5 separate regions of the Mus musculus genome follow, and all the other regions are linked to region 1. A link is a contact called in public Hi-C and HiChIP or PLAC-seq data. All regions are on one chromosome and are shown on one strand. Each heading gives the region's core, a stretch centred on a gene start, on an enhancer-like site or on the middle of the called end of the contact. The rest is flanking DNA. Distances are from core to core; before and after follow the strand shown. Region 1 holds the start of Pfn2 (profilin 2). Region 2 has its middle 17 kb from the start of Gm40056. Region 3 holds the start of Commd2 (COMM domain containing 2). Region 4 overlaps Gm40055 (a long non-coding RNA gene). Region 5 overlaps Ankub1 (ankrin repeat and ubiquitin domain containing 1).

Region 1 (5,768 bases), core at 1,085-3,584:
AAACTGTGTGCTACCGTAGAATCAAGATAGCTGTTTTTATTATTACCTATTCCTTCGTGGTTACATGATTTACACATTAGTTTGCTTTTGCAGCGAACAGTGAGGCCTGCTAACTAAAAGCCAGTGTGTATCAACCATACAGAGAGTTTCCCTAAATAGTTGGCAGTTGACACTAGGTGCAAACTGAAAACGAGTTATTTATAAACTATCTCAAGTCAGGTGCTACTTGAGGTGCTTATGTAATTGTAAAGATTCAGGTATAAGCTCTTGTATACAACAGCTTGACTATCATATTTTGCCACATTAGTCATGTTGCATCAAATTTAAAGTTGGGTAAAGTCGATCCAGATGGGCCTGCTTACATCTCTGTTTCAAGCAGCTTGAAATGTCCCTGGTAGTATGAACCTCAGTTACCACAGACTGTGGGACATCTCCAAATTCATATTTCCCTCCTACTTTTCTAGCCACCACTCTTTTCTCTCCAACTTGCCTTGCCCTTCCATTCAATAACCTGCTTTCCTTCTGGACAAATGCAGAGTGATTCTGTCTACAGCACTGCGGTAGCAACAGCAAAATCAGAGAGAAAATGGAGGGGCATTGGTAAAGAAAGTGAGGTAGCCACCAGAACCGGAAAAGAGAATCTGTTCATTCTAACGTTCCATGAATAAGAAGGAAGGCGTCGCCCCCATCAGAACTGCAGAGTCATAGCAGGCCCCAGCCATTTCCAAGCATACTCCCGCAATATTCTTAAGCCAGACAGCGGGAACTCACACACAAAGACAAGACTGCAGAAAAAAAAGTTAATCACCAAATGTCAATTCGCTATAGGAACTGTGGCCTCCCACATGGGGACAGGAGATCTTAAAGCACTCCTGTCACAGACTGAATCCACACTAATTTGTTAAACCACATTAAGTAGTAAAATGCTGAGCACCTGTGATATGGGACTTGAATTCTGTTATGTGGTAGGGGAGGGAGTGGGAGTGGGGAGCAAAGAAATTAAGAGAATGGTCCTGTACTTGATACTGGTGTCAAAATCTTAAAGAGCATTGCATAGAAACAAGCATAACAATAAGCAGTGTTGGAGACTGGTTGACGAATATTCTCCAAATGTGTGGCAACCCAGTCAAAAGCCATCAAGTCACATGAAAAGGAGGCACCGTGAAGCATAAATCGGTATTAGTTCTTTTACTACCATCACTAAAGAGGGAGTGACTTGGAGAAGTGTTATCCCCCTCCAGCGACTCCCCAGATTTTTTTAAATCACCCTTAAACCATCCCCTTTTTAGAGCTATGTTGCGTAACTGGGGATAACAGTATATCGATGAATCTCTATAGGTGGAGAAGAGAAATCAATGGCAGTTCGCCATCTTGGAGGAAAAAAAAAAAAAACTATAGAACCACAAGCTGAAGTAGATTCACCATTCCACCTACGTGGTCCGCGTACCTTTCTCTCCAGCCTAGGCGGCCTGGACACCCGCAAGCCTACGCAAAGTCACTCCATTAATTCCCGGGATCCGGCCACTGCCGCCTCCCACATTCCGCGCTCACAACCGAACCAGATCCAGGGCCAGCCTGCCGCCCAGATTCCCCCCGCCCACACCCGGGGACCCGCACTGCAGCCCGCAGGGCTCCCCGAACGCCGAGGGCCTCCCGGGGAGGCGTCCCCTCCTCCACCCTGGCAGCCGCAAGCCGGGGCGCCGCCGGGGCGAAGAGTCCGGCCGCCCCGCCCCCGCGCGGCCTCGGGCAGCATCCCCAGGCTCAGCTGCCCGCAACCGGGCTCCGGCTGCATCCCCTTCCTCGCGGGCGGGCGAGGAAGCCGGCGGTACCCTTCCCTTCAGCCCTAGCCGCATCCCTTCCTCGCGGGCGGGCGTCCCCTTCTCAGAGGCCCGCCGCACACCTGCCGGCTTGGCGCCCCCGGGCCTCACCGTGATGCTCTGGAAGACGCCCCCGGCCGTGGCTGCCCAGACGTATTTGGCGTCGCAGTAGCCGACAATGGCGGCCTCCTGGCAGCAGCCATCGCACATCAGGTTATCCACGTAGCTCTGCCAACCGGCCATCTTCGAGCCCTTCGCACTGCAGCGGGGACGGCAGGAGCAGAGGCGCAGCAGCGGCAGCGGCGGCGGCGGCGGCGGCGGCGGTGGAGGCGGGGCGGGGGCGGGGAGGAGGCGGCTCTGCGCAGGCACCGACCGCCCCTCTCCGGGGAACTGCGGCGGGCGGTGACAGGACCCGCAGCGGGGAGCGCCGGGCGGCCGCGGCCGCGGGGCTCAGGAGCCGGCGGCGGAGCGACGCTGGCAGCGGGGCTGGTGACGGCCGTCTCACACCGCCGCAGCTCCCTCGGCTCTCCGCGGCCGGCGGGATGTGCGCGCGCGTGCGTGCGATCCTTCCGCAGCGCAGCCGGCGAGGGTCCCCGGGAGGGCGGGGGAGCCGAGGCGGGGGCGCGGAGGGATACCGCCGGGGACAATCACGGCCCACACGTGCGGGAGGCGAGTGGGCGTGCGGCTGGGGCGCGGCGGCGGAGGCCTCACCACCGGCTAGGAGGCGAAGCAGCTTGAGTGGGCGCCGTGGGGTGCCGGAGCTCTGGGCGCCCAGCGGCCACGCTCACCTCTCAAGCGCCCGCTCGGGGACGCGGTATTGACAGCATCGGTGTCGGGTGGCAGGGTTGCCCTGGTGACGGGATGCGGAGGGTTTACCCTTTGTAGTGGGAGCGGCCAGTGCGGATGGCCCACACTTGGGGAGGTGTCTCTTAGAAGACCTTGGCCAGCTGCGCCTGCACGCTCCTGAAATCAGAGCAGCTCTATGCTCTTTGTTGCCTCCTTTGAGTACAAGGAACTTCAGGTTCAGTGGAGCTTTTGCCCTGAACCCAGTGCTGCTCATCATGAGTGTGGCTCAGTCGTCCAGAAATTCTAAACAAAACAGACCCTATGTGCACCTGGTAACTGCAAAAGTTAGTGTGCGTTAAATACATCCATGAAATACAAAGAATAATCAAGCTAGAAAAGGAGTCATTGAACTAGACCAGTGGTTCTCAAACTTCCTAATGTGACCCCGTGATACAGTTACTCATGCTGTGCTGACCCCCAACCTTAAATTATTTTGTTTCTATTTCATAACTGACATTCTGTTAGTTATGAATCATACTGTAAATATCTGATGTGGAGGATATCTGATATGTGACCCCAAAGGGTTTGAGGCCCACAGGTTGAGACCCACTGTACTAGATGGTGAAAATAGTTCAGAATCTAGATCTGAGGAAGACTTGTATAAGACAGGGTGGGAAGTGGTTTAAGGGTCTCTGAACATTCACCTACATCTTTATTAATTTTATGTGCTGGGTCTAGACCCAGCATCAGATGTTCCCCAGTGATGACTAGTTTAAATGGATGACAAACTTGACCTGCCTATTAAGGGAAAGAAAGCTCCAATAGATTGCAAGCTGTTGTCAATTTTAAAGTTGTGGGGTACACTGACAATTTTATAATAGCATCACTGAACTTTTGCTTATTTATTTATTGGACTTTAAAAAATAAAACTAATGTCCTAGTGTTCTGATCGCTGTGAAGAGACACCATGACCACAGCAACTCTTTTTTTTTCCATTTTTATTAGGTATTTACCTCATTTACATTTCCAATGCTATACCAAAAGTCCCCCATACCCACCCACCCCCCACTCCCCTACCCACCCACTCCCCCTTTTTGGCCCTGGCGTTCCCCTGTAGACCACAGCAACTCTTACAAAGAAAAAAAAATTAAAAGGGACTGGCTTACAGTTTTAGAGGTTTAGTCCATTATCATCATGCTTGGGAGTATACAAGCTGACATGATACAGAGGCATCGCTGAGAGTTCCACATCTAGATCCCAAAGCAACAAGAAGAGTCCTGGTCCTGAATTTGAACTTTTGAAACCTCAAACCCCACCCACAATGACATACTTCCTCCAACAAGGCCACACCTCCCAATCCTTCCTGTGTAGTGTCATTGATGACTAAGCATTCAAATGTATGAGCCTTTGGGGACCATTCTCATTCAAACTACCACAGGTAGGACTAAGACCATGGAAACTAGAGGAGGGCCAACAACAGAGTAGTCAGCTGTCAAGTTGGGACAGTATTTGTCCTCCTGTTTGGAAGATAGAGAATTCTGCTCCTTATACAGGAATCTGTCCACTTCTGCCTTTGTGTCCTCATCTGATTTAATCTCCCTTACTCTTTCCTATTTATCATTCTGCCTGTTTGTCACAATCATTTTAATTCTTAACTTTTATTATCACCTTAAAAAAATAAAGATGGGGTGGAGAAATGGTTCAGTAGTTGGGACTGGGTGCTCTTCTACCAGGTCCCGGGTTCAGTTCTCAGCATCTATATGGCAGCTCACAACTGTCTGTAACTCCAGTTCCAGGGGATCCATAGCACCAAGTATGCAGGTGGTATACATATATATGCATGCAGGCAAAATACCAAGATGCATAAAATATTTTTTTTAATTAAAGATGGGGCAGGGGGTGTAGTGTCACATATCTTTAATCCCAGCACTAGGAAGGCAGGCTCAAAAGGAACTCTTCAATTTGAGGTCATGTCTTAGTCAGGGTTTCTATTCCTGCACAAACATCATGACCAAGAAGCAAGTTGGGAAGGAAAGGATTTATTCAGCTTACACTTCCACACTGCTGTTCATCACCAAGGAAGTCAGGACTGGAACTCAAGCAGGTCAGGAAGCAGGAGCTGATGCAGAAGCCATGAAGGGATGGATGTTTCTTACTGGCTTGCTTCCCCTGGCTTGCTCAGCTTGCTTTCTTATAGAACCCAAGACTACCAGCCCAGGGATGGCACCACCCACAGTGGGCCCTCCCATCCTTGATCACTAATTGAGAAAATGCCTTATAGTTGGATCTCATGGAGGCATTTCCTCAAGGGAGGCTCCTTTCTCTGTGATAACTTTAGCTTGTGTCAAGTTGACACACAAAACCAGCCAGCACAGGTCATGTGTACATATAGTGTTATAGGTTAGCCAGGGCTACATAGTGAGACCTGTCAAATTAATGGTGACTAGACTACAGTTAGCCAATAAAATGGATATGCTTACTTTGTGAAAATTTATAAAATGATAAATGTTTAGAATTTGTCTCCTTTATGCATTCTATAATCCAGTAAATTTAAACAGTAAATAAGGTAATAGAAAAGATAGTAATTTGGAGAAATATAGAAAGTATGTTTTGTTCGTTACTGTGATGCAGGATTCTGGTGGGTGTGGTGGCCACAAGAGGAAATGATTTCCTGGAGGCTGCAGAGTAGTTCTGTTCAACATGACTCAGTAACTGGTGTTGGTTCAAATTTTGAGAGTCTATCCCTGAGTAGTTTATTTTAGGTGTCTTTAAATACAACACAACCTGGTGAAATTTCTCCTAGATGAATAGCTCAGTTTCATGTGCACAACAAAGCTTCAGAGGTAACTACATCAAAACGTGTGACATCTTCCATAAAGATAGGTTATACAGATTGACAAGCTCACGATAAGAGTCTGGGAGAGGATTTGGTGTGGTCTTGGCTGCACAGACAGCACAAAGGTCACCAGAGTATCAAGTGTGCCTGTTCTCAGCCATCTGGGTAGAAAACAGGTTATATACCCTCCCTTTGAAGGGGTGGCCCTGTGTCTTTAGCATTCCTCGTTCCCACTAGTGCTTACCTGTAAGTACTAGGACCTCAGTGCCTCTCACGCTCTCATGTTTTTAAGATTTTATTTCTGGAATTTATTATTTAATTCATATTCT
Region 2 (5,768 bases), core at 2,249-4,748, 220 kb after region 1:
CAGCCCTGCTTGAGTTCCTGCCCTGATTTCCTCCAATGATGGATTATGATCTGGAAGTATAAGCCAAATAAATTCTTTTCTCCCCAACTTGCTTTTTGGTCATGGTGTTTCATTGCAGTAATAAGAACCCTAACTAAGACACCTTGTATCCTATCTATAATTTCACTAAGCACTTAGCAGTTCAAGGCACTTTGATGTTATGATAAGGCCTCAGCTTTAGCTAGATACCCATTATTGTCCCTTTTTTATTTATTCTTCTCTCATGTATTACACTACCACAGTTTCCCCTCCCTCCTCTTCTCCCAGACCTTTCCCCACCCCACCTTCCCTCTCCAGATCCACTCTTCCTCCTTTCTCTTCAGAAAAGGGTAGCCCTCCCTGGGATATTAGCCAAACATAGCATATCAAGTTATAACAAGAATAGGTGCATCCCTTCATATTAAGGCTGGAAGAGACAACCCAATAGGAGGAAAAAGGTTCTGAAAAAGTCAAAGACAGGCCCTACTCCCACTGGTAGGAGTCCCACAAGAATACTGAGCTACACAAACATAGCATATATACAGAGGACCTAGGTCTGACCCATAGAGAATCACTAATTGTCAATTCATTCTCTGCGATTTCCTCTATGAGCCCTAGAGAGTTGATTCTGTGGGCCATTCTTGGAGTGTCCTTGACCCCTGTAGCTCCTGCAATCCTTCCTTGCCTTCTTTTGCAGGATTACTAGAGTGCCACGGATTGTTTGGCTATGAGTGTCTGCATCTGCTCCTATCAGTTCTTGGATGTAGCTCCTCTGATGGTGGTGGTGATGGTGATGGTGATGGTGATGGTGATGGTGGTGGTGGTGATGGTGATGGTGGTGGTGATGGTGATAGTGGTGGTGGTGGTGATGGTGGTGGTGATGGTGGTGGTGATGGTGGTGGTGATGGTGATGGTGGTGATGGTGGTGGTGGTGGTGGTGGTGGTGGTGATGGTGATGGTGGTGGTGGTGGTGGTGGTGGTGGTGGTGGTGGTAGTGGCGGCAGCGGCAGTGGTGGCGATGATGATGATGATGACGATAAGATATGCTCCAGCCTACGAGTATAGCAGAATACCATAGATCCCCATTTTATGTGCTTCAAGGGTTTATAAAAGCATGTATTTTCCTTTTTTTTTTTTTCTGTGCATTGATTCTCCAAGCCCAGTCTTTCCTGGAGTGAATGTCCAAGATTACTGAAGGGTAATTTAATGAGGGATATTTCTCATGTTTCTCTGTCAAACTAGGAATGAAGATTTCTCTTTTTCAAACTGGCTCACCCTCAAATATGTTTCTGTGGGGAGGTAATAAATCTGTCCTTTCCTGAGTGGCAGTTTTTGAAAACAATTCCCCAGGCTGCTACAGGTGCACCGTGGAGCTTTGTCTCCATCTGTACTCATGTGAAATACATCATTACATTTTCTTTTACAAACTAAATATGAAGCAGTAAACTGATGAACATAAAGACACTAAATCCAGCATCAGTATTTTTATGAATGAAACTGGTTTTATCTTAATAATTTCCCACTATACATACACTATGCATAGTAGATATTTAAAAGTCCAAGCCTGCAATATTTTTTATTAAGAAAGCATATTATCTATTAGCAATCAACTAATCCTGTGGTGTCAATTATCTAAAGCGCAAAAGTAGCCATCTCAGCATTGATGGAATGGCCCCATAAGTTCCTATATTTGAATGCTTAATCATGGAGGAGTGGCATTACTTGAAAAAGATTTGAAAATGTATCCTTGTTGGAGTAGGTATGGCCTTATTGGAGGAGATGTGTCACTGGGGATGGGCTAGGAGGTTTCAAAAGCCCAACCCTCACCACCACCACCTCTTTCTCTCTTTTCCTAATGCTTGTGGATCCAGATATAGAACTCTCAACTACTTCTCCAGCACCATGTCTGCCCGTGTGCCACCATGCTCCCTGACGTGATAATGGACTAAACCTCTAGCACTGTAAGCCAGCCCCCAATTAAATGCTTTATTTTATGAAAGTTGACTTTGCATGGTGACTCTTCACAGAAATAGAACACTAGCACATCATTTGGTACCAGGGAGTGGATTATTGCTGTGACAGACTGACTATGCTGCTTGTGGGCAGAAAAAGGGCTTTGGGAGTTTGGATTAGGAATCCAGTTGAATACTTTAAGCAGTTGTAATGTACTATACCAGAAGGAAGAGAATGATGAGAGAGAAAAATGTGGATTATGACAGCCAGGCTCAAGAGGTTTCAGAGAAGAAAATTAGTAAGTGACCTAGAGAATGTTCTTGTGATATTCCACAAAGGATATGGCTGCTTTTTGCCCTTGTCTGAAAAAAGTCTGCCTGAGTTTCAGTTGAAGAGCTTTGGATTAATTATTGGCAGAGGAAAATTTTAAGACAGCCTAGTATTGACTCTACTGTGTGGTTATTTCTGTTTGCTCTTATGCAAGTCAGTTCAAGGAGAAAGAGAAGCTAATGCAGGCAGTGAAGGACAGCACGGGCAACAGAATGCTGATGTGACTGTAACCAAGGGAACCCAGCAGACCCGAGATGCCAGGGCCCTGGGATGACCCCTAGTTAGAGCAGCAGCAGAGGGAGCTAGCCTGAGCCCAGGAGATTAGCTGTGTGTGCTGCAGAAGGCAGAGCATAGAAGTGGCCCAAGTCCCTTAGAGACACCTAGAAGACACGAGTATTATGAAATATAATGCAGCCATGGCAGGAGGCAAAAGGGTACCTGGTGGGCCCATGCTAAGCTCTCTCCCTCAGAAATCACACCATGCAATGGATCTGTTATAAGGGAGGTTTATTTGGGGGAAGGGAGGGGTATGGGTGTTAGAGTTTCTTCTAGGCTCCGCCCAACAGTTACCTAGCAACAACCAGGTACAAACCTGGCTTGCTATTAAAAAACTGCTTTCTCTCTGTCTCTGTCTCTCTGTCTGTCTCTGTCTCTCCCTCCCTCCCTCTCTCCCTTCCTTCCCCTCTCCCTCTCTGTCCTCTCCCCAACCCTTCTCTCTTCTCCCCATGCTCCCGGCCAGCCACCGGCCTCTTCTTTTCTTTCTTCTCTCTCTTTCTGTCCCTAACTGTCCCCTTTCATTCCCACATTCCCCTCTCAACCCCCTTCTCAGGCCCCTAAATAAACTTCATTTCATACTAGACCTGTTGTATGGCTGGTACCTCAGGGGGGATGCCTCAGCACTGGCCCACTAAGGCACCTCCTCCCTCCACGTCATGCCACTGTATTACAAAACACATCAGTGAAGACCTGGAGAAGAGATACAGTCAAACAAAGAGCCAAGAGGACAAAGAAAGTGGGAATGGAGAAGGGCAGAAAGAAAGGGTGGTTGGCCAGAAACTCATGGGAACACATGGGGGGGGGGGGCAGATGAGGAGAGGGGGAGGAAGAGGAGGAGGAGAGGAAGGGTAGCCAGTAGTCCTTTTTATAAGCTGTCACCAGGCAGACAATGGCAGCAGATGATAATGAAAGCTACCGCTCGGTCCCTGTTGCTAGGTCCCTGGGAGAAACCTGGAGGAATCCCTTGCAAGGCAGCAATGAGTGAGTCCCAGATAATTGGACAATGAGTTGTTTACACTTTTGGAGTTGTGTTTTGATTTACTTTGATTTTGACTGTGTCCTGGTTCTTATCTCTTGAAGTAGGGATGCACAATTTATTTTTGATTTTACAGGAGCCCATAATTAAGAGACTGAATTTTTAAAGAGGTTCAAGATTTTTAAAGAGACTGAATTAAAACAAAAACACAAAAAACAATTGAATTTCAAAGTATTTGAATTTGTAAAGACTGTGGAACTTTTTAAAGTTTGATAAGTGTTTTATATTATAATATAGATATTAATGTGTCATCTTGGAAATGAAAAAGAAAGGAAAGGTTGTAGCTTAACAGTGATGTGTTTAGGTGTTAACAAAGAGCCAATTGTGCTAAAACAGAAAGGAAAGGAGACATCTTGTAATTAGATTATAATTTCGAAAAATAATCCATAGTATTTGATGGCCTGTGGAATCCACTTTGTAAACAACTCAAAAAAAGATAACCATTTCTGGCTGAGGTTTTTTGTTTGTTTGTTTGTTTGCTTGTTTAATTGTTTAGGTTTTGTTGTTGTTGTTAGTTTTGGGGGTTTTTTTTGTTGTTTTATTTTGCTTTTGCTAGCATATAGGATATAGATGGGGTATTGTCTCCCGTCATAGGGTAGCTTCATTTAAATATATGTGTGTATGTATTTCAAGCAGCTGCTACTTTTTAAGTTTTTTTCTTGAGTTTCCTAACTTACTTTCATCTCCCAAGACAGGAGGTAGAGAGGAGGGTAACGACCCATGAGAAGTAGCACACCTTAGAGTCACAAACTTTGTATCTTGAAAGAGATTGGGAACCAATGTATAAGAGAAAATGAATTTATTTACACGTTGGTCAAAGTGGGAGAAGAAAGATTCCTAGTTTCTCTCTGCTTTCTCTATTGAAGTGTTTTACAGAAAAGATTGAACAAAAGCCATGAAATACACATATGTTAATTTGTCCAAACTGTAAAATTTCTTCCTGGGAGCAAATCCCTCTTCCGCCAGCATGTGGGCTTTAGTCTTTCTCCCCGCCAACAAGGGATTCCTGGAGAACTTTTAATCCTTTGAGGTTCATTGTTTCAGTAGTCTGAAAGCCTCTTTAGAATCTTTTTTTCTGCTGGAGAGGTATGTAAACATGTGTTATGAATAGGAAACCTGTGCTTCCTCTTCACTGTGTAGCATAAAACTGTGTTCTGTAAAGAATGAGAGACAATACCGCAGCTGGGTTTCTCATTATGTGGGCAATAGCAGGTCTGTGCTGAGCAAACCTTCCTGGAACCAGCATAATTAAGACTTCAAGGTATAGCTGGTGGCACACGCCTTTAATCCCAGCACTTGGGAGGCAGAGACAGGCGAATTTCTGAGTTCGAGGCCAGCCTGGTCTACAGAGTGAGTTCCAGGACAGCCAGGGCTACACAGAGAAACCCTGTCTTGAAAAAAAAAAAAAAAAAAAAAAAGACTTCAAGGTAGGTTGGCTGCTTTTGTAGCAGTAGACATACCTGGTTCCACAAGTTCTAATCCACACTGTGACCTACACAGCCAGTCACGTGTTCTGTGGTAGGAGAGACTAGCTCAAAAGGTTAAAGGAAGTGAAGAGACAGGCTAATAAAGAGGCAAGCATGTGCACAAAGATGACAGGCCAAGACAGTTCCTCCATCTTGTATTCTTGTTGAGGCCAATTTCAGGTTTAACTAGAGTCTGATCTCCTTGATGGAAAATCCCACAGAAAACTACCCAACTCTGTTCTAGGAAGCAAAGATCAGGATGTCCTAGCTAACCTTCTTAGTTTTTGCTAAAACTGCTTGTTTGTGTGGAACCTCCTCCAGCTAGCTTCTGTTAAAACTGCTTGCTTCAAATTGCTCACTCTCTTAGTTTTTGCTAAAACTGCTTGTTTGTGTGGAACCTCCTCCAGCTAGCTTCTGTTAAAACTGCTTGCTTCAAATTGCTCACTCTGTAAAGCACCTTCCGCCATCATAGCTGTTGAACGAGATGAATGGATGTCTGTGTTCCTAAGAGTTCCATGTTCTGAGCACTCAGGAACACGCCTAGGTCCCCCAACACTTGAGTGTGATCCCAGCTGACTGGGATAAAGACTTTCACTTGGACTTAGACTGCTTTTGAGCAATCATCTGGTGAGCTCTCTGAAACACAAGGATCAAATGTTTATCTCTGTTGTGTTTTACAAAAAAAAAAA
Region 3 (5,768 bases), core at 1,137-3,636, 200 kb before region 1:
TTCTGTGTAAGTTTTTTTGTTCCGGTGCTAGAGATTCAAGCTTGGGCCTCGAATACACTAGGAGAATGCACTACCAGAACTAACCCCGGCCCTATATAGGAGGATTGCCTCAGTCACTGCATGTGTGCACAGATAAAATGAGTTAAAAAAAAAAAAAAACTGCATTAAATACTTCCGATGGTGGTTACCTTTGGAGAGGAGGGAAGGAACAATCATTAATAGGAGGTAAAAAAAAAGATGTCTCTGGGGTCCTGGTCACGGTCACATCTATTTTGAGTTTGTGACTATGTGATATTGAGTACACAGACTTGTACACTTTTCTTTGTGTACAAGAGAGAACTGTGTTTTTAAACTAAGCATTGCCAAAAACCAAAGCAACACAAACAAACAAGTCTGTTTTGTAAACCATACTTTCTTCTAAACGACTTCTTAACAACTTTTCAGATTGCACAACTGCTACTGTGCCTGACTACCTGAGTTCAGTCCCTTCGGACAAACTTCTGAAAGCTGTCCTCTGACCTCTACACAAGTGACATTCATGTACGCATACATTAAGTAAACACATGTAATAAAAACAAATTTAAAACCTTTGCAAATTAAACTCAGTAAATCAAATTAGAAATAAAAGGAAATGAGCTACTTGTGAAATGACCCAAAGTGACCATTAAAATCTACATTTTCGTTTTCACACCAGAGCTTGGTTAAGTTGGTAAATAACAGATTTAAGAAAAGGAAAAGCCATACCTGTACATCTAGCCGCCACTCAAGACTATGGTAACTGGGAAGACGAGGTGCTAACTCGTTCAGAATAGTTCTGATCTCCTTTCTGTTGTCCAGGTAGAGCTGAAGCAATAATTTGTTTAGTTCTTCAGAGAATCCCAGAACAAAGACAGAGTCTTGGAAATCCAGTTCAGAAATCTAAAGGTAAATTGAGTTCAACAGAACACTGGAATTTATCTTTGTCTAGTAAATGCTAAACCATTTCTACACACACAAGTACATTATATCCTCTAATTCTATTTAGAACATTCCTTAAAGACCCACCATTCTGAAATCCAAGTTACTAATATACAAAATAACCTTATTAAAATAGGAAAGAAATTAAGATGCCTAATTTTATTTAATATTTTTCCATCAAGCCAGATAATGACTGCTGATACATTTTTAAAAATGCAATATTTCATTCTCCCATCTCCTGACATACATGGGTGATGGCACATGATGCAGAAATAGAGACAATTATAATTTAAACCGGCAAGAGGAATTCATATTAGATAACGCCAATAGCACTGTTTTGGTATACTGCACAAATTCGATTATGAGTTAGAAATATTGTAATAGGCGCCAGTTTGAAAGGATCTGGGTGATACAATACAGCTCTCAGAAGTCTTACCATAAGCTTTGAGCTCTCGGTGAGGAGATACGTTAATCCTTCCACACCATGCTGGATAGTGTCACTACTCACGTTCAGTTTTCCTAAGGTGGTGGTGGTGGTGGTGGTGGTGGTGGTGGTGGTGGGGTGGTGAAGAAATAAACAGATTATCAATTTGTTTAAAAATAAACACATTCAATTGCTCTGTTTTCAAACTATACAATAAAAATGAGTTAAGCGGAGACTACTGTTCCTTCTTAACCCACTCCACTAACAGGGGCCTTGGCTATTTCCCTCCAAGTCAGCCTAACAAAACACAAACCTGTGAACAGACACACAAAGCCCCTTCAACCCAGGCAGAAGGAGAAGTCAGTAGAGATGTTCTTAATCTCAACCACCACCACCACCACCCCCCCCCCCCCAGCTTAGAAAAAAAGCAGTTTCTGGGTAGCAAATGTTTACTAAACACTTCGATGACAGTTCCACTTCTTCAGCATGCGGTATTTTATTAAGCACCAGAATATTTCTAAAAGGCAGGTGGCACTGTATTCATTTTAAATATGAAGATATTTGTTCCACACTAGTTATAAAAGCGCGCAGCTCCTTGCAGTGTGCGCCTTGACTGACTGCTCTGCGGGGTTTTAAGAGGAACAAGGAACAAGACCCTAGGACCTGCAAAGACTCCTGCGGAGAAAGAGAATGGATCGCACTCTCCAGCTCCACAGACAGAGCCCGTCCTCCCCCTTTCTTACTGGCGGCGCCTTCGTAGATCTTCGGGTTTGAGCCCCGTCGGAGGAACTCCACGGCGATCCTCCCGAACTCGGCGACCACTGCAACGGAAGTCAGCAGCAGGCTGTGAGTGCCGGGCTGTCCCCCGGGTTGTCCCCGCCGCAAGCACCCCGCAAGCACTAACTTACCTGCAGTGTCCACTTGCGGCAGGAAGGCCAAGTGCTCCTTGTGCTCCTCGGACAAATCCAGCAGCATTTTAGCGGCTCTTCAGACTTTGCCACCCGGCGCCGGCCCCGCCCTCACCACTTCCGACCTCTGTGCAGGCAAAAAGAAGTTCCGGCGGGCGTCGCGGTACAGCCCATGCTTTGGGTTCCGGTTGCTGGCAGTCCTAGGAGCACGGTATCGTCCGGTTCACTCTATAGGAGTGAAGGTAGGCAGTGAACGCTGGTTAAAAGAGTTGAAGGTACAAGTCTTCCACTCATTCATGAGCCATCCTGCAAAAGTGTAATATGTAGTGCTGGAGAGATGGTGGTTAAGTGGTTAAGATCTCTTGTTGCTCTTGCAGAAGAACCAGATTCGGTTCCAGTACTCACGTTCTCAACCATCACTAACTCTAGTTTTGGGTATATAACACTCATGTATATGTATATGTATGTGTATGTGTATATGTGTATATGTATATACATATACTCATGTATATGTATGTGTATGTGTATATGTATATATATGTGTATATATATGTATATATGTATACGTATATTACATGTATATATACATAAATATATATGTAGTGACTATTTTGTACACTCCACAAATACCTTGAAGAAACTACACTATGACTACACTATGAGCAGAGGTCTTTGCATTAATTTCTGAAGATACAGCCCCAACTAGGGTAGTTTTGAACAGTTTGTGTAGGACTTTGTGTTATCACAAGCCTTCATGATCCCTAAATAAGCCTGTGAACGTGTCCACTTAGGCAAGAAAGGGAGCACTTTCTTAGTACAAAAGGGAAGATGCTAACCAAACATACCTTTGTTTACATGTGAGGTTTGCTTCAAATGGTGCAAACACCATTTCTTCAGATTTAGAAGCTGGCTGCTCAGTTCATGAGCAGGTAGGGATAGACACACCCTACACTGTATCCCTTGCTGCTACAACTTTGGACTCAATAAAAGGCTTCTCTCTAGGGGTCTTTTCTTGCCCACTTCTGGAAGCAGATACAGTGCTATAGCAGCAATGATAAAAGCAGCCATGTGGCAGCAGCTGCGACAGCTGAGCATTCTGAACATCAAGCCATAGAAGTGACAGCACAGCCTGACTCTTGCCAGCAGAAGAGGGAGAGCTGAGAGGCGGGGAACGTAAAATAACCAGTTTCTTAGGAACTGAAGAGGGATAGAAGATGGTAAAGATTCAAACAGACTGGGTGGGTAAGATAGCTGAGTGGGTAAGATAGCTCAGTGGATAAAAGCTGCTTGCTGTGAAGCCTGAAGACAAGAGTTCAACCCCTGGAACCCTCACGGTAGAAGAGAAAACCAACACATATGAGTTGTTCTCTGACTCACCAACGTACACTGAGGCACATGTGTTCACATATTAACTCACTCCTCCCCTCTCTCCCTTTTCTCACTCTCTGTCTCTTCCTAATGTCATAAAAATTATTTTAGAAATAATCAAAGAGTTCTTGAGTTCTAGGGAGCCAATGTTTTCAACTACCCCAGGCCCAGGAACTACACAATTGTCTATCACCAAGGGGTGAGGAATTGGATACCTGCCTATTTAGTATCTTCAGTGCTGGCTACTGCCCAAGACTAAGATATCTTGATTTTTTTTTTACACCTATAAAAGAGTCTTGGTACTTACTGTAGACCTATACAAGAGCCATGAACCTTGTAGAAGTAAGGATTCCACTACCAATGTTAGATTTCTGAAGTAGCACAACATTAGATTTCCGAGGCAGCTTAAAGAAACAGCTTATAGAGGCAGGAAATAGACCAGTCTGACCTCAACGGATGGAACTCTTTATTTCAAACAGAAAGGGCAGGCACAGGATGAAGGCAGTGTCTGCAAAAGGAAAAGGGGGTGCTTGGGCTTATGTAGGCAGTTTGGGAATGCAACTGCTAGGGCTACAGGTAAGCCTGTAGTTTCTCCCTCCTGGAGCTGTTTATCCACACAGGTCTGTTTATCTTTAGAAACTCCCTTGCCTGGCTATCAGGATGCAAGGGCAGAGTGGGCAGATGAGTTTGGAAATGGCAGTGAGGAGGGAAGAACTGGAGGGTTTTGTTTTATTTGTTTTTGTGGTCTTCTGAGACAGGGTCTCTCTTCATTGCTGCCTGGAACTTCTTCTGTAGAAGGGCTGGCCTTGAACTCAGAGGTCTGCTGGCCTCTGCCTCCTGAGTGCTGGGATTAAAGCCATGCACCACCATGCCTGGCAAGAGGTTGGAGTTTCAACATAGTGGCAGGGGATTTCAGCAAGCTTTAGGGGAGAAAAGCTCTTTAGTCAGGGTCTGGCGCTGTTTGTTCAAGGTCTATTCCAACACTAAGGCTTGCCCAGGGATCATAGCACTTGCAGGGTTAGGAATGTTACTATCAGAAATCTGCACAGGAGATGTAACCGTAGAGGCTACCACCTGCTACCGGGCTCATCTGCTGCTGCCTTCTGCCGTCCAGGGTTATAAAGCTCACCAGAGGCTAGCACTGGAACAACTTCTTGTTTCCTACCTGGGATTTCTGAGGAGGAAAGGAGGCCTCTGGCCAGCTGCTTGGAAACATTTGAACTTGTTTGTTAGGCCTTGAAGCAAGTGTTAGGGAGGCATGTCAAATGAGATCTCCTTTCTGTTGTGGTGGAAGTGTGAAATTGCAAAGGCACCTAAAAAACTCTTAAACAAGTTCTTTCAATGATAATTTTGTACTTACCTTATAATCAAGTAATTCCGTTCCTAGGTATTTAATGCTCCCCACCCCCCAAACACCGAAAACAGATATCCAGAAAACACTTTGACAGTACTGTCCAAAAATGCTTTATTCATAATATCTCAGAAATGGTGACAGTCTAAATTTCTATGCATGATAGTAGATGATATGATACATCCACAAACAGAATTCTAACTACTAAGGAAGTAATAAAAAAAATGGAGCACTGGGTGGAGTCTAACAGCTCATCCTTATAATTCCTAGCACCTGGGAGGCTGAGACAGAAGGATAGCCACAGATTTTAGAGTAATTTGGACTACAAAATTAGTTCCAGGCCAGCCAGAACCACACATTAAATCATGCCTCATAAAAACAAAGCCATAGCCAGGCAGTAGTGGTGCACACCTTTAATCCCAGCACTTGGGAGGCAGAGACAGGGGGATTTCTGAGTTTGAGGCCAGCCTGGTCCACAGAGTGAGTTCCAGGACAGCCAGGGCGACACAGAGAAACTCTGTCTCGAAAAACCAAAAAACCAAACCAAACAAAACAAAAACAAACAAACAAAAAACAAAGCCCTAACAAAAAGTGCCATTGATAAACGCAGCAATGTAAATGAATCACAAGCCATCAGACCTCGAGTGAACAACAGTGTTCCAAGTGCTTTGCACATCTTTTCTAGAAAGTAACTTTGGAACAGCATTGTCCTTCAAGGTTGAGACTTATTCAACAGCTTAACCAACGTCCCAGGAGTAAC
Region 4 (5,768 bases), core at 1,676-4,175, 180 kb after region 1:
TGTGGTTGTGATTCTTCAGTTCCTACTGCTAGCGAGAGAGAATGGTTGCTTTCTCCTACATTTTTACCCTCATACACTACTAGTTAGTGTTTCTATTGAAGTGATACAACATCGCAAACAAAAGCAGGTTAAGAATAAAAGTTTTGCTTCATTCTACACACCTGCAATGCAGTCTACCTCTGAAGGTGGTCCAGGCAGGAACACAGGACAAGAACCTGGAGCCAGGATGTGATGTTGAGGCTATGGAGAAGTGCTGCTTAATAGCTCCCACAATGGCCTGGGTCTTCCCATAACAATCATTAAGAAAATGCACTATAGGCTTGCCTACAGACCAGTCTAGAGCAGTACTCTTTCAGCCTCAGATTCTCTCTTTCCAACTGACTCCAGCTTATGTCAAACTGACATAAAAAACCACCCAGAACACCACATGTGGTGTTTCTGTGTTTAGAGTTGGTTGTTGTGAGACGTGTCATTGTCTACACCTTGCATCAGTTTAATGATACATGATGGTATAGGTCTTATTTTATGCTTACTCTATCTATGTACATTTTCATTAGTGAGTTGCATTTTCAGGTTTTCCCACATTTTAATTGAGCTGTTTGTTTTCCTATTGTTCAGTATTAAGAGTTCTTCGTATATTTTATATTGATAGTCTGTTGTTTGGTTTTGAGGAAGAGGGGTGAGTCTGGCATGAACATAAGGCAAATAGATAACTGGCCACATTGTCATGACAATGAAATAAGAAGGCCAGTAGACTGATAGCTTAGGCTAGGGGTGATGGTATGGGGCAATTAGCACTCCCTAGTAGAAATAAAAAGAGGAATAGTCATGGGGGTGTGACCTGGGATTCTACCCCAACTCTCACCAGCCTACCAGCTACACAAGGTCTTGGTAGATGGAGGAGCATATAGAGGGCAGAAGGTTAACTGAAGCTGGAACTCGGGGAAGCAGTGTCTGTGAAGGTGACAGTCCTGATGGACTGTCACCCAGGATGGCGTGGGGCATGCTCAGTACAGCTCCTGCTCTCAGCTATTGGTGCATCTATAATGAGTCCAGCAAACTCATCAGTTCAGCACCTTGGATTTAACCATTGCTTTGTTCTCTCTCTTTGGTGCCCTACCTGGGGTAGACAGATGGTTGTTCATGTCTCCACAGGGAAAGGTTATACAACATAGTCCTGTGTTAAAATTCCTCTTTATGCCTATAAAATACCATAAACATTCATCAATGGACTATTTATGTATTTCAAAATTTTAGTATTATTTTTATTTTTATGTAGTTCAAAAACTTAAAAAGATCTTGCAGATTTCTCCTTTGATCATGTATTATTTAGAAATATGTCGTTTAACCTCCCAGGATTGTGGACTTCCTAGATACTTTTCAGTTGTCGATTCTATTATAGTCTGAAAGTAGATGGTATATGACTTCTTGTCTGGTATGTATGTGTATATATGGTGTGTGTGTGTGTGTGTGTGTGTGTGTGTGTGTGTGTGTGTGTGTAGGGACCAGAGGTTGATATTTAGTGTCTTCCCTCATTCACCACTTTGTCTTTTTGAAACAGGGTCTTTCACTGAACCTAGTGCTCTCTCTGACTGGCTACAGCAGACTAGAGCTGGTTGGCCAATAAGCTCAGGGACTTCACCTGTTCCTGGCCATTTAGCTCTAGGTTAACCAGCCCTGGCTTTTTATATAAGTGCATGGGCTCTGAATTCCAAGTCTCATGATAACAAGAATTCCCACAGTCCTGATTGCTTATCGTTTAAATTGGTGAGATATGCTTTATATCCTGCAGTGCAGTCAACCTATAATGGTAAATATTCCATACAATCTGAAGGAGAATGTGTACTTTTATTATGGGACTAAGCACTTTATAAATGAGAATTATACAGCTGTGTTCATGGTACAGTTAAAGTCAACTATATTCTGATTATCAGCTTGTTGGATTTGCTCATTTATACTAAAGACTACAACTACAATATCAGGTTTAATCTGTTTCTGCTCAAAAGTTCTATTTTTGCTTCAGTTACTAGGATGCTCAATTATTAGTCACATACACATGTGCATAATAAATGTTATATGTCTTCTTGAGTACTCATCCTTATATTGTATGTAATAGTATGTTCCCTTGCTCTGAAGACTGCCTTATATGAAATGAATATAGAAACTCCATTATTTGGTGTTGGTGTGGTATATTTTTCTCCATCTACTTATTTCTCATCGGCATGTGTAATTATGAGACAGATCAGTGGATTCCTCTTCTGAAAGCATTTGGCTGGGATTAAGCACTGTTCGGTAAGATCTGCTAAAGAAGGACATTATTTCCAGATTAAATTCCTATTGCAAACACTCCTCCATATTCTTTTCCTTTTACGTGATTGAAGCCGTTAGTGGCAACACAAAAACTTGATTGACAATCATCAGATCCGGTCCATGTGTTAGCTCCAGCGGACAGCTGTGCAGAAGCAAAACAGGAAGACACCCCAGGTCAAACAGAGGTGGTATTCCTTGGAGCTGCAGAATATAATTGCTATAGCTCCTGCATGTCCCTCTGGGCTGAGAAAACCACTTCAGTCCAGTCCTTTCATCTCTGTGGAGGCTATAATGAGTTGTCAATGAAGCAGCTACTCCTGCAGCAGTCATCCTGGGGGCCCCAGCTGCTCTAGCCATCACACAGCTGCTCCAGCCATCATACAGCTGTTCAGGAAGAATCCGATCTGGTTGCTGCTGCCCAGGAAAGCCATCAAACCAGCCACAGGCTCCTGAGGAGATTTTTTTTTTCCAGTTGTGGGAACCACTGATGCCATTATGGTCACTCTTCCAACTGTGGTTTTTCTCAGGAAGCCTTTGATTCTGTTGCAGCTGCTCTAAATATTCTAAATCATTCAAGGAGGCTTTGCCCATGTCAGCTTCAGATGCTACTTAGATGACCCAACTGACAGCTGCTCTAGATATGCAGCCAACATCTTGCCCAGGCTTAGCCTCAGCAGTGCTCAATCAGGTCAGGGAAAAACACCGTCCCTGCGCATCATAGATGGTGTACATGGATGGCTTACTATATAAGCAGTATTCATCTTGCTGTAGGTGGAGAAGGCTAGGAGACATTCCTCTCTGCCAGTCTCCTGCCTGCTGCAACCTAAGCCCCAGAAAGCCTCTGTGGGTGTGGGTTTTTTTTTTTTTGGTTGGGGGGGGGTTTGGTTTTTTATAATATGTAGAACAAGCTAGACTGGTGACACAAATGGCAGACAAGGCTCCCTGGGCTGGAAACTGCAGACATACCTGACAGCACCAGCTAGAAAGTGGGTGATGAGTTTCAGAGAGAGGGTAGGAGCACAGTCAGTGGGGACCTGAGACTGCAAAGGACAGTCGGAGTACTGAGACGGTAGAAGGTAGGAAGCAGAGGCTGCAAAGCGCAATGTCTGAAAAGAGCCACTCTGTGGAAGGTGTAGCACTGCTAAGATTTGAGAGCTTGGAAGAACTGCAAACCCTGATGGCCAGAAGAATTCCAGCAGGCCACTGAGCTCTGGCTGCTGGGCATCTGAAACAGTCACAGCTGAGGGCTTCAACGCCCTGAGCTATGACACTGAGATTAGGGATTCTGATGCTCCAAGGTAGGAGCTGTAACACTCAGAACTCAAGAGTTCCCACACTCTGAGCAGGAGCCAAAAGTGGCAGCTTTAAGCTCCAAGCCCAGACTGTAACACTGATTGGGTCCCAACACTCTTAAGCACAGGACTGTTGACACCAAGACAATGTTTTCAATTTCCATTTCAATAGAGCAAAAAAAAAAAAAAAAAAAAAAAACCCTGGGCCTATGGTGACACTCATATTTGAGAGGGGTTTACTTCTTGACCAACCCCAACAATCTCTGGCCTCTTTTGAAGGTGTTCAGACCACTGGCACTTGAAATGATGTAGTTCAATGTATTGGTGGATGTAGTTGGCTCTATCAACTATGATGACATAGTTAATGCCTGCCGTGTTTGTATCTAGTTTCTTCCTGGTGCCCTTACTCTTTGCTTTTGGGTATCTCTCATTTTCCACCTCTTGTGATGTGAATGAAAGGTTTTTATTTAACTCTTAGGATATTTTTCTTCTCAGCATATGAACTACTGGAACATTTTTAATGATTACTCTTGAATTTGAATATATGTTTACAATGCCCTCACTTTAAATTAATTGGCTATACCCATTATTAGTAGTATGAGTGCCAGTTAATAACAGGGTACCTGTAATCCCTCTGTCCTGTCCCTGCACTGTGTTCACTTTATATATATGGTGAATGTGTAGTGAAATGCTGCTATTTTTGACTAATAGCTAACTTATAGATTAATTAAGAACAAGGTTCCTTCTCTAAATCTCTTCCTTTCTTTACAAAGGTCAGAGTTTTAAACTGATATTTTACTTGGCTTCAGAGAATCCCCATTAATATTTCTTGAGAGGCAAATCTAATAACAGCTTTCTGTAATTTTGTATATCTGAACCCTTTACATTTCTCCTTTATTTCTGAAGGATGGTGTTATATCCTGTAGAATTTGATGCCACCAGACTTTCTCATCCAATGCTTTAAACATCATTTCCACTCCTCTTTTTGCTTTAATGGTTTCTAAGGGGGAAAGTGGGCTTAATTATCTTCCTTTTAAAATTTTATGTGTGTGGGAGTTTCACCTGCATGTATGTCTGTGAACCATTTGTGTGCCTAGTACTCACAAGACTGGAAGAGGGTGTCAGATCCCTTGAGAATAGAGTTAGAGACAGTTATTCGTCTCCCTATGGATGCTGGGAAGAAAACCTAGGTTCTCTGGGAGAGCAACCAGAGCTCTTAGCTACTGAGCTGTCTCTCCAGCCCAGTGGATCTCATTTTTGGTTTTACTCCTGTAGAGATCAGGGGGTGAAAGAATTCGAAGACTTTCCATGTGCATTGTAGTTGCCTATGTCCAAGGGAGAGCTAGCCAGAATCATTTGCTTTCTTTTGGCTTCTATCAAGATTTCATCATCATTGTTCTGCCCTCTGAATTTTGCCCAGAACAGGTCCTGGTATAGTTTTATGGAACCATTCACCCTATAGGATGCTCTCTGAGCTTTCTATATCTGTGATTTGGTGTCTAGCATTACATCTAATTCTCAAGAACCACTGTTTTACGTATTTCTTCTGTTCCCAATGTTCATAAATCACAGCTTTTTTTTTTCTCTCGGTGACTTGAAATTCTGTGTTTTCCCCTCTCTTTTGCAGTTTTAATAGCTTGTATTGGGAACCATGCCAGAACACTACCTCCAATATTATGGTGATTAACTTCTAGAATACTTATGTGTATGATAGCATAGCCAATTACTGGGTAGTTGCCGCCAGCTCCTCCCAAAATTATATTCAAGGCCACTGGAGCCTTAGTCAAAATGGCGACCACCCAGCTCCTGCTTTTGTGTACTGCCACAGAGCCAGCTCATCTTTTCAATTTTGTCAGCTTTTAGAAGAACATGGAACTGCTTCTTTCTATAGCAAATGGTTGGGTTGGTGGATATGCTTGAAGTACTGGTCAGAGATAACGATTTCCCCTTTTCTTGGGAGTAATTTTCATGTCAGAAAACATTCTGACAAGTCTCCCATTTCTAGCACTGACTGATTATCCTCTCTCACCATCGTCTGCAACGACCCACTTAATTGTAAACACAGAATAGAAGCCGACCCCCCCCACCCCACCCCCCACCCCCCCCACCCCCCCCCCGCAAAAAAAAAAATTGAGGCATGGAAGGAGGACAGTAGTGGAATAATTT
Region 5 (5,768 bases), core at 1,903-4,402, 170 kb before region 1:
CCCTATAGATAGCAGCAAGGGTGGTTTATTGAGTAGAGAGTGGAGAGGTTCTCCAATGAGCAGAATTCTGGCCAGGATTCCTCTAGTTAAAGCAAGTGGGCTGGCTGGCTACCTAGGGAATGCTGGTTATGCCTTGGGAATGGTGAGAAGCAGGCCAAAGCCACCTCCCTAACCCCATCCTTCTCTTTGAGCCTTATGTTCTGTGGGTAGCCAGGAGATCTACCTATGATTTCTGGGCTCTAGACTTTACATCTGAAATCCTCTCTCTCAAATACCCTCCACTCTCACCCCCCCCCCCCACACACACATTCAAATTTAAGGGATTCTTCAACATATCATGAAAAATTTAGAAACTGTTTTTTTGTTTGTTTGTTTGTTTGTTTGTTTTTAATCTTGGAAAAGTGGGTTTGGACCAAGTAATTTCCAAATCCTTCCCAGCTTTAAAATGTCACAGTCCAAGAAGTGAGTGAACGAATGCCCTCCAGAAAGCATTCTAGTGTTGTTCTATCTTCTGATCTTTAATGAAAGCATTGGATTATCAGCTGCTTGAGCACAAATCAGAGTGAGCCCTACATTCCAGGTCGAATAAGCCTCCAGCAAGCACTCAGAACTAGAGTAGCACTCTGGGGACAAATCCTACAGCTTTACTTTCTCTGATCAAAAATAGAGACAAGAGTTGATATCAACAATTTTAGATCTTCAGTTCCAAACAACATGGAAGTCAATTGCTCAGCAAAGTAAGAGCTGGGAGAAATGTCAATAAGTGTAGATTTAGCAGTGATTTTAGCTTCTTTTTTATTTTTTATTTTTATTTTTTAACAGAAAGCAAAACTATTTAACTCAAGCATGCCTACAAAGCCCTGTGTGTCTATTAGAACTCAAAAATCCCTTTCAGCAAATGTTATAGCACCCTCCCACTCTGAGATGAGCTGATCTTCAGTAAGGATTCATTCACCTTTCAGGAATAATTTAAGATCTGAGTCACTTTCTAGCATATGTAAGACAAATCTATTACTTTTTGCTGTTGACATTTGGCCACAGAAGATGCGACCTGAACGCATGTTTCTGAAAGAGAAGTTATCGTCTTTTTGTTGGGCAAATTCCAGCCAGCTAAGGCAGCTTTTCATCCTGCACAGAACTGCTGCTAGAAAGGTTGTTGTAATATAATTGGCAACATTTTAAAATGAAATTGTACAAAGCAAGTTTCAGAACTCTGTATTATAATGCTGCCACCCGCATTAAGAAAGAACATCTGAACTCCTGTATGTGCTTGAAATGTTCTTTAGAAGACAAAGATGATGTTCTTTGAGTTTTGTCCTTCTAGCCTGATGATATTAGCAAAATGTTGCTTTAACAATTAGCAGAGTAGGGCTGGAGAGACCGCTCAGCAGTTAAGACTGCTCTTCCAGAGGTCCCGAGTTCAATTCCCAGCAACCACGTGGTGGCTCACAACCTTCTGTAATAGGACCTCTTCTGGTGTGTGTCTGAAGACAGAGATGTATTCACAGAAAAAAAAATCTTTTTAAAAAGGAAAAAGAATTAGCAGAGCAGAGCTGGCGATGGCTCGGCAGTTCGGAGCATGGGAGGTGCCCTTGTAGAGAATCTGGAGATCAGTTTCCAGCTCATGACCACTTGTAACCCCAACTCTAGGGGATCTCTCTCCCTCTTCTGCCCTCCAAAGGTGTGTGTGTGCATATACATAGACACACATATATGTTCACATATCCATATGCACACACACAAATAAAAATTCTAAAATTACATAGAGGAATAAGCAGAATTGTGAGACCATTATTTCTTATTCTACAGACCCAGATGAAAAAGCAAAATATTGATAGTTGACACCCTCAGGGTGCCTCCTGAGGTTTCAATTTGCAACAGCTCCATTTGGTGTGATGTAATTTGTGATTTTAAATCTTGATACCAACCAGGGTTTCCTATAGGAAGAGACCAAGTGCTTAGGGGGCCAGGGAGAGTTATTACTGTACATCTTTTTATACTTCTGATCGTTAAGTCACATAATGTATTGGCTATTTTAGGGTAAATAAATAAGCCTAACAGTATGAATATAAAAACCAAGGTTTCCATTTCCTCTAGAAAAGCTGCAAAACCTGGCATAAAAGAGCCCTAGTCCTGGGTGGCAGCTGACATGAAATGTGGCAGGCATTACCGATATCAGTCTGGTAATCCTTGAGGGTGTTGCAGTCATACATCTCCAGTCCCGTTGGTGTCCGGAGACAGTAGACACTCACAGGGAAGCCGCATCTCAGAGTTACCAGCATTCTCAGGTCAGACACCTTTTTATCCAAGAGAGACATGTTCTCCATTATTGGCATCATCTCCTGGGTCACGGCATTGAACACATAGAGAGTGGGTTTGTCTTCCTTCTGCAGGAGAGAAAAGGGGACACTCACTGTCCGAGGGTTGTTAGGGATGCAGGACTCTGAGCATTTCTCCTTCCCAGGATGTGTGTGCAAAGTGGGGAAATATAAAGCCACTTTTCTTCTGTGGCTTGGTTTCACTCCCTGCCCTGAGGACATCACTTGGCCCCTGCTTTGAGCCAAGGGATGAAGACTCAGGGCTCTGGGGTTTATGCTACAGATCCAGATCTAGAAGTGGAGTGCGGCCAGCTTGTATCCTGTGCTCCCAGAGCAAACAGAACAGAGAGCACTTCTCCACTCTTCTGTGCTTAATGTGGAGAGACTGGGCTTTTCACCTTTGGCCAATTAAAAAAGTCCCTTTTCTGAGGTTCTGTCCGGAGGCTGGATCCAAGTGAGAACACAAGGAACAGTTTTCTTAACTGTGTCTGTTCTTCCTCATCTGCGTGGCCTGCTTCTTATCGAACACACTAGAGTTACTATTATTACTTACTAGTGATGTAACACAAAATACCAAATACAAATACTGTAAAACAGAAATACCTAATATAGATTTTTTTTTCAGTTTCATTATTCCTTTTATTTTAGAGTCCAAATAGGAAAGCAAGTAGAATTGAGACATCAGAAGTAAAAATGTTAAGTTGAGGGAATGTTAATCCTCTCAGCAATACTTGAACCAACCAAGCCCAAGGAGGGGGCGGGGAAATAGGAGTACCTTTCCAGCAGTCTGGAGAAGTGAAACTGGCTATACTTCCCCTTCAGTGGTGGCAGGACTGTTAACATTTGTCTTCAGCAGTCTTTCGGTGGCTGAGCACATGCAAGGGCATGGCACGGCCCCAGAATGTCTCCACCACAGAGGTTTTCGTAGAAGTGACTACCTGAGTTTCAAGTCCTTCATGCAATTTCAGCCAACCCAGCCACTTACCACACCTTGCCTGTAGTTATAGGACTTGAGAGGTTGGGAGGTAGAGGCAGTAGGATCAGGAGTTGAACACCAGCCTCATGTACATAGAAAGTTTTCTACATAACTGTCTCAAGAGACAAAAGCCAACCCAAAGCTAAATTCTTCTCGGGTTCTCCTGGAGCCTGTTCCTGCTTACAGTATGTTAACTCCATTCCTCTTCCCGGATACCACTGTCATAATATAACATACACATCTCAGAAATTCTTAGAGGAATGATGTTACTGATGAAATATGAGTTTCCAGTATTTTGATTGAGAGTGCATTTCATTGACTGAAACCAGTTGAACGGGTTCAGGGTTTCTTCTGTTACACATGAAGCCAGCCTGGCAAGCTGTGCCCAGTGGGCTAAGTGTTCTGAGCATAGGTTGTAATAATCTCAGTCTCACTCAGTAAGAACATTCATGCTTCCCTTGGCTCCCTCAGGTAAGTATCTGACAAATTTGTCCCAGAAATACTTATAGTCAGGCAGAAGTTATTATACAATGTAATTAAAAGACAGTGGAGAGGGGCTGTCTTTTAATGGTACAGTGTCTTAGAGCACTTGCTGCTTTTCCACAGGACCCAAGTTCAGTTCCCAGCACACATATCAACACATCAGGCAGCTCACAAATGCCTGTAAATCCACTTTGGTGCCTCTGATTTTTTTTTTCTAGTCTCTGTGGGCTCCACACATATGTTGGGTGGTGGTGGTGGTGGTGGTGTGTGCCTGGGTTACTTCCCACCTCAAATGGTTGATGTTCTTGAATGAATACACACACACACACACACAAACACACACACACACACACACACATACACACACACACTTCAGTGTTTATATTTTAATGTGCCTCAAGCAACACAATAGCTGAGCAACTTCCTAACCTCCATGCTGCTAGAATCTACTTCCTGCTGACAATTCCGAGTTGTTATTTACTAACTCCTACATTCCATCTTGGCTGCTCTTAACTCTGATTAGTCAACCCTCTGGGTCACATTTTCTGGGCCACTCTTCTTGCTTCTCTACTCCATGGCAGGCTCTATGAATGGACCCTGCATGGTGGCTCTCCTTCTTCTTCCTCCTGGGCCCAAGCCCCGGAAATCCTAAAATCCCACCTCTGTCTTTCCTCCCTAGCTCTTGGCTGCTGGCATCTTTATTTACTAATCAGGACCAGCTGGGAACAGGTTCCCAGAAGCTACATGTGGACCTTCTCATGCAAACAGTTTTGGGGGACATAATTAGCATGCGCAATACAAGCAACTACACATACATACACATATTTTTAGATTTATTTATTTTATGTATATGAGTACACTGTAGCTGTCTTCAGACACACCAGAAGACAGTATCAGATCCTATTACCGATGGTTGTGAGCCACTTTCTGGTTGCTGGAAACTGAACTCAGGACTTCTGGAAGAGCAGCCAGTGCTCTTAACTGTTGAGCCATCTCTCTAACCCCATATACATTTTTTTAAAGATAGTAAAGAGAAAGAAAAATTGTAATTCACACAACACCAGCCTGTTATTTCTTTAGAATCCTCCAATTTCTCTTTAGCTCTCTCTAATTTATATTTATCAATAAATGCAAACAAATGACAAACAAAATGCAAATAAACAGATAACAACAAGTAAACAAAAGTGTAGAGGCTTAAGTTGACCTTACCCAGTTAATGGAGTTGATCTCAACAGCAAACTACTACATAATAACATGAGATAAGTAAGATTAAAAGCAGGCCAGAATATTAATTATCCTATGATTATAAAGAAAAAGGTCTCTAGTCTGTGCACACATGTAGAAAACTCTGCAGCAAGTAATAACAAGGAGGGAGAGCAAAATAGCTGGCAGCTTTAGATGAAAATTAGAAGTGACTAGAAAAAATTGCTACCTATGAAGCTCGATTCTTAAGTCTCTGAAAATGCCTTCAAGTTTGCCCCCCCCCCTTTTGGTACTAGAACTTTGTATCATAGTTTTTAATCAATGAACACAGATGACATCCTAGGCTCATTTCATTTCTAATGTAGGGAGAAAATAGTTTCCATTGTGCTACTGTAACCGTACATCCACTATTTCATAAACTTTGGGTTCATTTAGTAGTTTGAACTGTAATGTGGTGTAATGGCAGAGGAGAGTTCTGCCCTTGATTGTATGGAAAAAGGAGAATATAGACGCCCGTGGGAGGGACGGTGGCCCTTGTGCTTACAGAGAAGCGGTAGGCGAACTAAGAATGTTAAATACACAGGTTTGTTCCATCAGAGGGAGGAAGGTACAATCCGGTTTTCACACAAAAGGCTTCGAACAGTTGTGGTTAGTAGCCTGGTGATCTTTGTGCTATCTGTGTGGTTGAGACCGCCCTGAATCCTCCCCTAGGCCCTTATCACAAGCTTGTCAATCTATAGAAGCTATCTCTATGGAAGGTATCACATGTAGTCGATCTAGAGAACCCA

What was found. A called contact is a pair of places that touch in the nucleus more often than the background predicts. HiChIP or PLAC-seq counts read pairs in DNA pulled down with a chosen protein or histone mark.
Region 2: a contact with region 1 is called in an H3K4me3 HiChIP or PLAC-seq map of neural progenitor cells, with 14 read pairs. The contact joins the enhancer-like site here to the promoter of Pfn2 in region 1. A contact is called at or near these places in 1 of 484 Hi-C or Micro-C datasets (cerebral cortex) and 8 of 115 datasets of contacts at active chromatin or transcription factors (SST interneurons, VIP interneurons, embryonic forebrain and 5 more).
Region 3: an H3K4me3 HiChIP or PLAC-seq map of embryonic stem cells shows a contact between it and region 1, with 26 read pairs. The contact joins the promoter of Commd2 here to the promoter of Pfn2 in region 1. A contact is called at or near these places in 26 of 39 promoter capture datasets (the 3T3-L1 cell line, 3T3-L1-derived adipocytes, the C10 cell line and 16 more), 2 of 15 datasets of contacts at CTCF or cohesin (the NIH/3T3 cell line and large pre-B cells), 30 of 484 Hi-C or Micro-C datasets (CD4 T cells, CD8 T cells, the HL-1 cell line and 22 more), 34 of 115 datasets of contacts at active chromatin or transcription factors (the 230-238 cell line, astrocytes, bone marrow-derived macrophages and 19 more) and 5 of 9 other capture datasets (adipose tissue, embryonic stem cells, liver and 2 more).
Region 4: a contact with region 1 is called in a Hi-C map of myocytes, with 2.5 times the contacts expected there. The contact joins the enhancer-like site here to the promoter of Pfn2 in region 1. A contact is called at or near these places in 6 of 39 promoter capture datasets (the 3T3-L1 cell line, the C10 cell line, hippocampal neurons and 2 more), 1 of 15 datasets of contacts at CTCF or cohesin (large pre-B cells), 4 of 484 Hi-C or Micro-C datasets (the HL-1 cell line, Sertoli cells, large pre-B cells and 1 more), 3 of 115 datasets of contacts at active chromatin or transcription factors (neural progenitor cells, pro-B cells and stem cell-derived neural progenitor cells) and 1 of 9 other capture datasets (adipose tissue).
Region 5: an H3K4me3 HiChIP or PLAC-seq map of bone marrow-derived macrophages shows a contact between it and region 1, with 4 times the contacts expected there. The contact joins the enhancer-like site here to the promoter of Pfn2 in region 1. A contact is called at or near these places in 14 of 39 promoter capture datasets (the 3T3-L1 cell line, 3T3-L1-derived adipocytes, the C10 cell line and 8 more), 2 of 15 datasets of contacts at CTCF or cohesin (the NIH/3T3 cell line and large pre-B cells), 22 of 484 Hi-C or Micro-C datasets (the HL-1 cell line, LSK cells, the MC3T3-E1 cell line and 15 more), 25 of 115 datasets of contacts at active chromatin or transcription factors (the 230-238 cell line, astrocytes, bone marrow-derived macrophages and 15 more) and 4 of 9 other capture datasets (adipose tissue, embryonic stem cells, liver and 1 more).

What each region holds. Positions count from the first base shown.
Region 1 is chr3:57,845,423-57,851,190 of GRCm38.p6, forward strand. It overlaps Pfn2 (profilin 2), which reads right to left and starts at 2,335. Exons shown (of 3, transcript NM_019410.3): 1 at 1,929-2,335. The coding sequence starts at 2,060.
Region 2 is chr3:58,069,218-58,074,985 of GRCm38.p6, forward strand. No RefSeq gene overlaps it. Among named protein-coding and RNA genes, the nearest start is that of Gm40056, 17 kb to the right of the region's middle. Within about 2 kb of position 3,499, at least 8 of the 459 cell types and tissues checked have an H3K27ac peak or open chromatin away from gene starts, as enhancers often do. A contact at or near this core is called in neural progenitor cells and stem cell-derived neural progenitor cells, where this site is marked.
Region 3 is chr3:57,649,298-57,655,065 of GRCm38.p6, forward strand. Commd2 (COMM domain containing 2) reads right to left here and starts at 2,387. Exons shown (of 5, transcript NM_175095.4): 1 at 2,290-2,387; 2 at 2,125-2,202; 3 at 1,394-1,476; 4 at 745-918. The coding sequence starts at 2,356.
Region 4 is chr3:58,022,241-58,028,008 of GRCm38.p6, forward strand. The region is part of intron 2 of Gm40055 (a long non-coding RNA gene); the gene reads right to left. Among named protein-coding and RNA genes, the nearest start is that of Gm40055, 6.6 kb to the right of the region's middle. Within about 2 kb of position 2,926, at least 8 of the 459 cell types and tissues checked have an H3K27ac peak or open chromatin away from gene starts, as enhancers often do. A contact at or near this core is called in myocytes, where this site is marked.
Region 5 is chr3:57,670,614-57,676,381 of GRCm38.p6, forward strand. Ankub1 (ankrin repeat and ubiquitin domain containing 1) reads right to left here. Exons shown (of 4, transcript NM_001033349.2): 3 at 2,171-2,387. Among named protein-coding and RNA genes, the nearest start is that of Ankub1, 19 kb to the right of the region's middle. Within about 2 kb of position 3,153, at least 52 of the 459 cell types and tissues checked have an H3K27ac peak or open chromatin away from gene starts, as enhancers often do. A contact at or near this core is called in the 230-238 cell line, bone marrow-derived macrophages, hematopoietic stem and progenitor cells and 2 more, where this site is marked.